Linked DNA regions of Gossypium arboreum: region 1 is linked to region 2. Evidence: chromatin contacts called from public Hi-C data. All regions are on one chromosome and are shown on one strand. Each heading gives the region's core, a stretch centred on a gene start, on an enhancer-like site or on the middle of the called end of the contact. The rest is flanking DNA. Distances are from core to core; before and after follow the strand shown.

Region 1 (4,910 bases), core at 1,602-4,101, 300 kb after region 2:
CCGTGTGGACAAAAATAGGCCATTTGAAAAGCCAAATTTGCCACCCTAAAACATTAATATTTACATTCATAATTGACCACATTAATCAACTTAATTGACAACCAAATTAACCAATTCAATACACAATATAAGCTATATATAAACTTACCACTTACAAATCCAAAGACCTATGCAACCACATATACAACTCATTTATCTGACATCTATATATATCAAGACTTCTTTGCATATTAAGTACATATATGCAATTCAAATATGATACCAAAATAAGCCAAGTCACATGGCTTAACTTATATACAAATTCATTCTCAAACTATAATACCAAAACATAACTATTACCATCAAACTAGCCTATACATGCCATATTTACATAAGTTTATAAGTTCAAAATACCAATCGAAAATTGGATACTGTGATGTACAACTCCGACTTATCCGAAACGAGCGAGCTAACTAACCCTATAAAACATAAAAAACGAAATAGAGTAAGCTTATAGCTTAGTAAGCCCGTATTATTCAGAATTAAACTTACCAATTAAATATAATCAAAGCAATAATAAAATGCCAACAATTCACTTTAACCATCACCTAATCATACATAATCATCACATGTTAGTCATTTAACTAATACATAAACTATTTACTAAAATAATACTTCATATCTTTCCAAACTCATACATCATATATAACTTTAGTAACATTTATAAACCGTAATTTGTCTGTATAACATTATTTAGGCCCGTTGAACCTATTAGAACTCCAAAGGATAATCGAGTGAACAATGTCAGTAATCTGTCAATTTATCATCATACATGCTCTTTCGAGTCATAGTCGGTAAGCTCTTACTGAGCTGATAAACAGTAAGCTCTATTGAGCTGAAAACGGTAAGCTCTATTGAGTTGAACAATAAGCTCTTTCGAGATGAATAGGTGAGCTACAACGAGCTGAATAGGTAAGCTATAGTGAGCTGAAACAGTAAGCCCTTACAAGCTATGGTGAGTCCGCAACAATTGCAGGAGCTCGACTATTACGGTAATTCCAGTAACATGTCACTCGTATCCAGTGAATTCAAATAGTTTAAACGGGGCTCGATAACACATACAATATAACAATAAGGCATTTATACTTCAAATATCTCAATTATACACATTCTTTTCAATAATCACAAGTATAGAAAAGTTCAATTCTAATTATACGAACTTACCTCGTATTTGCTCGTATAACCGTTGTCTACTCGTCTATCTTTCGTTTCCCCTGATCTAATTCCGGTATTTGCTTATCTTGATCTTAATCAAAGATTAAAGTTGCCGAAACCATGGAAGCTCAAAAGCCCTTATTTCTTTCTCAACTCTCGGCAAGAAGATGGACAGAAAAACATGATTTTAATTTTTGTTTTATTATTATAAACTTAATACATAAATTACCATTATAACCTCATAATTAAACTTAATATATCATATAATTCATGGATATAAATGTCCACTAACTTAAATTATGGTTAAATGAAATTATAAGGACTTCCATATTAATAAATCATAGCTATTTAATACCTTTAAACAATAGAACTCAACTTTTATGCTTTACGCAATTAGGCATTTAAACGGTAAAAACTTTTTAAGAAACCTTCACATAATTAATCTATCATATTGTAGACCTTATTAAAATAATAAAATAAATATTTTGACTTTGGATTTGTGGTCCCGAAACCACTGTTCCAATTTGACCTAAAAACAGGCTATTACAGTCTCAATGGAGACCCATAGGTGGTCTAGGAAGAATAGAAAATCGATGGATATGTTGTCGGCTTTCGAAGGTCAATTGTTATACACCTATAATATGTTGTTATAAAGAGATAATTGTTGTAAATTTATCATAAATTTTCATCAAATAAAGAAAGTCAAAATTATGTTAAAAAAGAAAGTAAAATCAAATCAACAAAATTAAAAGATGTATAACAAGTGTATATTATTATTTTTATACATATTTTATTTTACAAGATTTCACATGATTAATTACGAAACTCATAAATCTAATATGTTTGATTAATTATTATGGGTTATTAAATTAATTAATGTATCGAGATTTATTAAATTCAAGTAATCAATTTATAAGTTTATAATGTTCCAAATTTGTAATAGAATATTTGATTAGGGAACTTAATAGTTGATTGAATTGATATCTTTAGTTTCACTCATTGAATATTATTTTCATTTATTAAAATATGATTAAGAGATTTTTCATTTGAAATTTAAATATTTTATTAAAATAATATTTAATTAATTATGATTAATATGTTTGTTTATATGAAATAACTATAATTTTACTTAAAATGTTACGAGAATATGTTATTATAAAGAACTAATTTAATAAATGAAGTACTTCATAACCATAGTTGTTGCTATTATAAGTGAAAAACTTTTATAGAGGTTAAAATAAAACATAGAAAATTAGTTCTACTAGAAAGTTGTTACAGTGAAATGTTGTTAAAATATGTGACAATTATGGATAGAATTGATTGTATTATGTCAATTTTAAAACATCAATGCCATCTTTTCATTAACTATTTAACGATTAATAACTAAAAAAATTAATTAATTAAATAATTATTTTATAACTTTTTCATAAATAATAAAACAAAATTACTTGTGTAACAAGCCTAAAATGTATTAGAGAATTTGAGTTGTGTGATCCTTAACCGAAAGAGGCAAAGGTGGAGCATGAAACGCGTTGACGAAGTGAGGCAAAGGACAATAAAAGCAGAGATGGCCGATGAGGCGTAGAAGCCCCCACGTCAAGTGGGCGCACAATCCATTGGGCCCACTTTTATTTTATCTGTATTTGATTTGTAGGAGTAGGCCGATCCATCTCCCGTGATGTGAAGTGCCCCCAGTCGGTGCTCCTCGCTTACCCTCATTTCCCTTTGTCTTCCAATGCCCACTTTTAAGTTGCAATTAATTAATTAATCAAAATAAGACATAATTCGTGAAACTTGGTTGAAAATTAGGTTGGGGAAAGTAATTTTGAGGGCCATCCACGGAAGCGTTTTGTTTGACTTGAGCATCAAAGGCGGTCCCCAAAATTAAACTCCAAACGAAACATAGTTTTCCAAATAAATATTAAGGAGTACAATATACGGATAAAACACATGGCCCCTTCCCTTTCACTCATTATTAACAATCATTTACGTACAATGTCAACCATTTTTGTTTTATAACAATCTAAGTTGGAAACAATACACGACTTGGATTATTACAGTTTAAGTATTTTTTTTATTCGACAATCAATAATTATATCAATTTTCAGTTGAAACACTTTAACTTAAAACCTTATTTATAGAACATCAAATTTTTACCTAATTAACAAAATTTTAACTTTGACAGTAATTGGGATCATGTCTACATTCAAATTGCGTCTCTTTAGGGAATTAATATAAGTCAGAATGGTTTTTTTATATAAATTGTAGAACGTAATTATTTAATTAATGGCATGTTGCGGTCATGTCAGATTCCGAATCCGACAAGTACATTATTTGATAAATGAACGAGGCATATTTATTTATAAACACTATATTATAGGAGTTCATTAGTACAAAAAAGAATAATATTATAGGAGGTCATTGTGAATCGTGGCTCCCCCACGTGAACCGGAATAATATATAATATCCAAAACATACGTACACAATTAGATTCCAGCAGTGCAACTCAGATGCAGTCTACAAAATTAAAAGATACATAGATGAGAGAACCAAGTGGGGTGAGCTGCACCTGTCCTAACCTACTATTTACTATTACTATTCTTTGTCGGTGTGACGTGACAATGAAACTTAGAATTCAGTTCCTGGGAGGTCCCACCCTAACTTTGCCCTCAAATCCGAATGGACAAAACCGCCATCTCAAGTTGTAAAAACCAACCGTGGTTCTTCTCTAAAAGGGAGAATTGGAGAAGCTGGGGTGGCTGCAATTGCCAGGAACAGCAATGGAGATATTACAGATAGAACCAGCGCGTTGATGCATGTGTCTACGGCATTAGCGGCTGAAGCCCAAGCTATAAGGCTGGGTTCCACACTTGCGTCTGATAACAACTGGCAGTCTGTGGAATTTGAACCCGACAATCTTCCACTCATTCAATGCTTAAAAAAAAGAACCAGTGCCCTTGGGAGATTTTTGAAATTGTTGTAGATATTCTGTCGATAGTTTCTAGACTTAATGATGTATCGTTTAAGTTTATCAAAAGGAACTGTAATGGAGCTGTTGACTGGATCGCAGGAAAAACTAGGATTCATTCTTGTCCATCAAACTGGGCTCAAGTTCCACCTGTGGAACTAGTAACACTCTATTAATCTGGTTCCTACTGAATGAAAGATTTGTTGAAAAAAAAATAAACACTTAGAATTCGGCCTTTGATTGTTTATTTTAGTTAATATTTTGATTATTCATCCATTAAATCATTAGGAAATTGTTGGTATGAATTTTTTATCAGTCTAATAATAAAATTATCTTTTCAATGTTTATAGATTTTATCAATTCAGTATTAATTTTAAAAATTTAATAAATTTAACCATCAACTTTAAAATTTTGTCAATTTAATCTTGATTCTTAAAAGTCAAAATTAAAATTAAGAAACTTTAAAATAAAATGATTTAAATGTTTATTTCCAGCTAAAAACACATACAGAATTATAAAAATACATGTAAAATTATAATAAATGAATAACCATTTTCTCTTTTCTAACATGAAATTTGATTGTATAAAATAATTTTCTTAAAATCTCAGAAACAGTACTTAAACTAAATTCAAATGTTTAAATTTTTTATTCTATAAATAATAATTTGTTTATTATACACTGCCTTATTCCTTAGGTTTCGCCAAATTTGTCAAGTGTTGGAGCTGTGTTCGCCCACAATTACTGGCA
Region 2 (5,031 bases), core at 683-3,182:
GAACTTATTTTTTGAGAATTCGTGTCAGTGTGAAGATTATTAGAATTGAGTAACCCGAATTCTTATTTAAATAAAATACAGTGGTAAAAAAAAGTAAAATTCATATAAAACTACACTTCTTTTATTTTATTTTAGAATAAGGTTTTTTAAACCTTTTTAAACTCCATCTATTTTATATTTATTAGAATAAGGTGTTTCAATCTTACTACACTCTTATTAGAATATAATTTTACAAGCCTATAAATAGACATAGTCTACTCCTCTTATATTTATTCGAATTCGACATAGTGAATTTTCTTCTTTTCTGCCCTTAGTTTTTTTCCGAAAAAGTTCCAACGTAAAAATCTGTGTGTTCTTTATTTTTATTTCTCTTTTCTTTGTTATATATTATCATTATTGATATTCTATTTTTACATAAACCACTTAGGATTAGAAAGTACTTAAGGAATAGTCACTTTATCAAAGTACGAGGAACAGATGCATAACTAACTCAATGTGAGTTGTGACTAAAAGTTTACAAGACAAGCAAACAACTGAGGCAGAAAAAATAATAAGGTCACTTACTGATTGAAATGATAAAATTAATTATCATTACTTTCCACCAGGTTGCTTCATTAACTCATTCTCAATTTTACTTCATTTGTTGAAGAACTTGGTAAACCAACAACAAAAGAAAAAAAATGAAATTCTAGGAGCTCAAGAGTTACTGAAATATTACAATATCCCAAGGGCGTGAAGCTTTGGTAGGGTCGTTGTTCCTCTGAGAGAGTGTTCTGCATGCCACAAATCCTCCCAATCCTGAATAAAAAAAATCACAAAATAGAGAATATCTTGCTTGTGCCAACTAAAAAGATAATAAATTATGTCAAATACAAAAATGAGAGAGAGACCAATCGGTATAATTGCAGCATCGGAGCCACCACAAAGCATCATATCCTGCGATTTTGTTTCAAATACCTTAGATACAGCGTAATAAAAACAAACCACAATAGGTTGGATTTCCTTTTTCCTCAACTTACAGCTTCACCGCTAATGATATGGTTTGCTGCATTTAATATGCAAAAGTTGCTTGTTGCACATGCAGTGGAGATTGAATAGTTGGGACCCATCCAACCCTGAAGAAGAAACCATATTAAAGCTCAAAGTTCAAATTCCAACATCCATCAACCTCTATCTTAACATAGCAGAAGCAAGATTTAACCTCACCAAATCCATTGCAAGCATTGCAGAACCCATATTTGTAGTTGCAAATGGTACACAAAAAGGATTCATCTTCTTGTATGAGATCCTCAATGCTTCAATTGCATCATTGAAAACCTTGTCTTTCCACAAACAACCTAAATGAATCAATGGACCTAAAAAGGAAAGTAATTGCAAAAACAATTTGTTTCTTGAAGTTGTTTGCCCTCATGCAAGGTGTTATATACGGTATGACACTTATGATTCCAAAAGATTTTATATTATTAAGGCTGGCTTTAGACGCTAAACTAGTAGTACAAAATTGTACCACTCTCATGTTAAAGTATGCAATATGCAGGTAAATATTGTCTACATGTTCTGTTATTTTAAAGCCACAAAACCCAGCAGGTGGTGTTCATGTTTTACTTGCATCAAGTTTAATGCTTAAAAATAGAAAGGTTCATTTCACCGAAAAAAAAAAATAGAAGGGTTCATCTGCTCTTCCATCATCTTTAAAATAAAGGAATATGAACAACAAAAGTGCAGAACTTACCTGCATGCCACCCATTGCTGAACCAATTAAAACTCCACATTTCGCTTTATCTAACTCATCCATTACATCTTCAGTTACTCCACCATCTTTCAGGGCTTTTTTCCCAGCAATAAGCATATAAAGCATGAATTTGTCCATCCTCTTGGAGAGTTTTGGTGCAACCCAACCATCAGCCGAGACAAATTTTATCTCTCCAGCAATTCTCTGCAGAGAAAACGAGAGTAGTAAGAACGTACAAACAAAATCAACTGAGAGATGCTAAACGCAACGTACGGTTGGAAACTGGGCACAGTCAAAAGTCTCAATTGCACTTATTCCACTAGCACCCTCTAGCAACTTGTTGTAGAAGACATCGAGGTCATGTCCAAGTGGAGTTACCACTCCCATCCCTGTCACAACAACTCGTCTTTGGTTCGTAGGAGGTTTCTTTTTTGTCGTGATTTCCCTTGTGGGTTGCGGAGCTACAGCCATGGCTGCTCCTAAGTTTTCAAATAAATTAACTTGCAAATAGTATGTAATTTGACTGGTAAGTTTATGAAATTATGTGCATGAGAAGTGTCCAGCATGATATCTATTCATGAGTGAATTCCACATAAACTTATAAATTTTTTAAAATTTTTAAATAAAATAATTAATATTAATATGATGACTTTTTATATTAAATATTTAAATAAAAATAAAAACAAAAATCTAAATATTGAACCTAAGTCTAAATAGAATTTATTTATAAATACTACCAATAAAATGAATAATTTATTTGAAAGTATAAAATCAATTGTTGAATAATTTTTTATTTATACTATATGTAATATGTTTGACCAAATTGATGTCAACTTAATTAAAAATTGCTTAAAACCATTTTTAATAAAATAATTAATATTTCTTAAATAATAGTTAATTAATATTAATATGATGGCGTTTTTTCTTTACCATTTATATTTAAAATAGTCTACAGAATCTAAATAAGAAACTGCACATTTATCATCCGACAAACAAATTATTAATCATCACCATAGAACTAACAGTAACATAAATTCAACTTCATTTCTAGCTTTTAACTAATTAGTAACAACATAATCATAATAATAATAAAAAACCGGTGTATCTCACCTAAACTTGTCCATGGTTGAGCCGGGTTCAGATCAAATATTGTCAAAATTTTAGGCGCAGCTCAAAAAATAGTCTAAAATTTCGCTCAAGCTCGAACCGAATAAAAATATTAAATTTCATGTCCAGTCCACTCAAATTAATTTTTTATATTATTTTTAAATATATATATAAAATATTCAAATCATATTAAAAGATATTTATATTTAAATAATATTAAAATTAGTATAACTTAACAAATAAATATCTGTTATACAATATTCAAATAATAAAAAAATAATAGTAACATAATAATAAAATAATAACAAAAAGTAGTAACCTAATAATAAAAGGATAACAAAATAGTAAAAATATAATAAGAAAATAGTAGCAAAACAATAAAAAATATTTTTTTCTTTTTTGCTTATTTGGGACTGACCAAAAAGTTTTACTCGGAATCTAATCCGATTTTTAAATAGATTTTACTTAAATTCTCTCAATTTTCAAACCAACTCTAAATTCTACTTATTATGTTGGATCCCAAAATTTTTTAAAATTTATATATATATCTTACTATATTTTATATTCAAAATGTTTTTCATTTCTAAAATTTCTTGAATCAAAAGCAAATAAAGAGAAGGAACATGTGCAACGCAAAAAAAACAAAAACAAAAAAGAAATACAAAGAGTCAAATTTCGAACAAAAAAAAAAAAAGAAAAGAAAAGAAAATAAAGTTAATGTGTAAACAAGGCTAAACCTTTTGTGAGAAATAAAACAAATAAAAATGAGAATAAAAGAAGCCAGATTTCAAGAGTCAAGCAAAGACCAACATGCCCTTTCAGATTGTATAAAAGAGAAGGCTGAAAATTACCAGAACAGATAGGTCCTCCATTGAGTCCTCTTTGCTTGCGATTGGGAAGGATTTTGGATCCAAAGAACTAAGAAAAGCTTCTATTTTGACCAAAAAGGCTACAATTTTTGGAGGAATAGTAGTCCTTACAGGGCTCAAAAGTTAACCAGGAAGCCATCAAGCCTTGAATGCCGAATCCATAAAATGCTGAAATCATGCTCCCGTCTTGGTTTTTGGCTGAGCCATTGCCTCTGCCGCTGCATTGAGAAAGAAGAGCTCTCCTTCTAGTGCGAGCCCAACGACCGTGTCTCTTAGAAGAAGAAGCAAAGGCTGATGAACGGAGAAATGATGACTGTGACTGGTCTTTCCCGCATGTGACAGACATGCAAGCAGCCACCAACCAAGTGCATAGCGGACTCACCATTGATGAAGATGCCATCCTCTCCCCAAAACCAAAATCAATCAACAAATATACGAGGTTGTAAAGTTTGGGTTATTGCGTTTTTGGATAAATATAATTCTTTTTTCTTTTTCTTTTTTTATTTACGTGAGATTGATCAGAATCCAGCTATCCATCAATCAAAAAGACCCCAGAAATGAAAGGGGAGAAGAAGAAGAAGAAATGGTAAATTGCAGTAGGTGATTAGAGCTTTTAAGTGTAAAAGACTGCAAAAATACTTTCGAATGAGACACAAACAAAAACAAAAAAGATGTGAAAAATAGGGTAGGCCGTAAAACAAAGATTAAGACCAACAATTTTTATTTTTATTCTCGTAATTTATCGACAATAATTATCCTTTTTTAATTAGTAAATGACTCTTTTGTCCATCATCTTTCCAATTTAAAATAGCAATTGGACTCTTTACTTGGGGTTAGGGTGATGTCTTCGTTATATTTATTTAGTTTTTTGTTTATTTTAAAAACCATTTTAGCCTTTCACTTCCATTTTGTAATATTTGTATATTGTTTTCTGCTTCATTTAAAATTGATTTTATTTCATTATGAAGGAATAAAATGAGAGGATATTTTATTAGCATTTAGCACAAAGGAATATTCATATTTTACATTCGCCTATTGAGTGGTAAATTTACCTCGAAATTATCGAACACAAAAAAGGATAAATTTTTATTCTAATTCACTACCAATTTCCTTTGGTAACCTCATTCATATATTCTTTTAAAATTAATTACATGTCTCAACGGTTTTAAATTTATATCTGCCTACTAATTATCTATTTTATCTATAAATCAATTATTGAATTTTTTACAAATATAATTTTAGTATTAACTTTTACTCACCTTGTGAGTATAACCAAATCTAGTTTGTTACGCCAAATGCTGTTTATCAAAAAAGGAGAAATTA

What was found. A called contact is a pair of places that touch in the nucleus more often than the background predicts.
Region 1: a contact with region 2 is called in a Hi-C map of leaf, with 2.1 times the contacts expected there. The contact joins two enhancer-like sites. A contact is called at or near these places in 2 of 5 Hi-C or Micro-C datasets (both in leaf).

What each region holds. Positions count from the first base shown.
Region 1 is chr6:120,053,845-120,058,754 of ASM2569848v2, forward strand. No RefSeq gene overlaps it. Among protein-coding and RNA genes, the nearest start is that of LOC108464030, 58 kb to the right of the region's middle. Within about 2 kb of position 2,852, at least 1 of the 2 cell types and tissues checked has an H3K27ac peak or open chromatin away from gene starts, as enhancers often do. A contact at or near this core is called in leaf, where this site is marked.
Region 2 is chr6:119,759,284-119,764,314 of ASM2569848v2, forward strand. It overlaps the pseudogene LOC108480624. Among protein-coding and RNA genes, the nearest start is that of LOC128294607, 59 kb to the left of the region's middle. Within about 2 kb of position 1,933, at least 2 of the 2 cell types and tissues checked have an H3K27ac peak or open chromatin away from gene starts, as enhancers often do. A contact at or near this core is called in leaf, where this site is marked.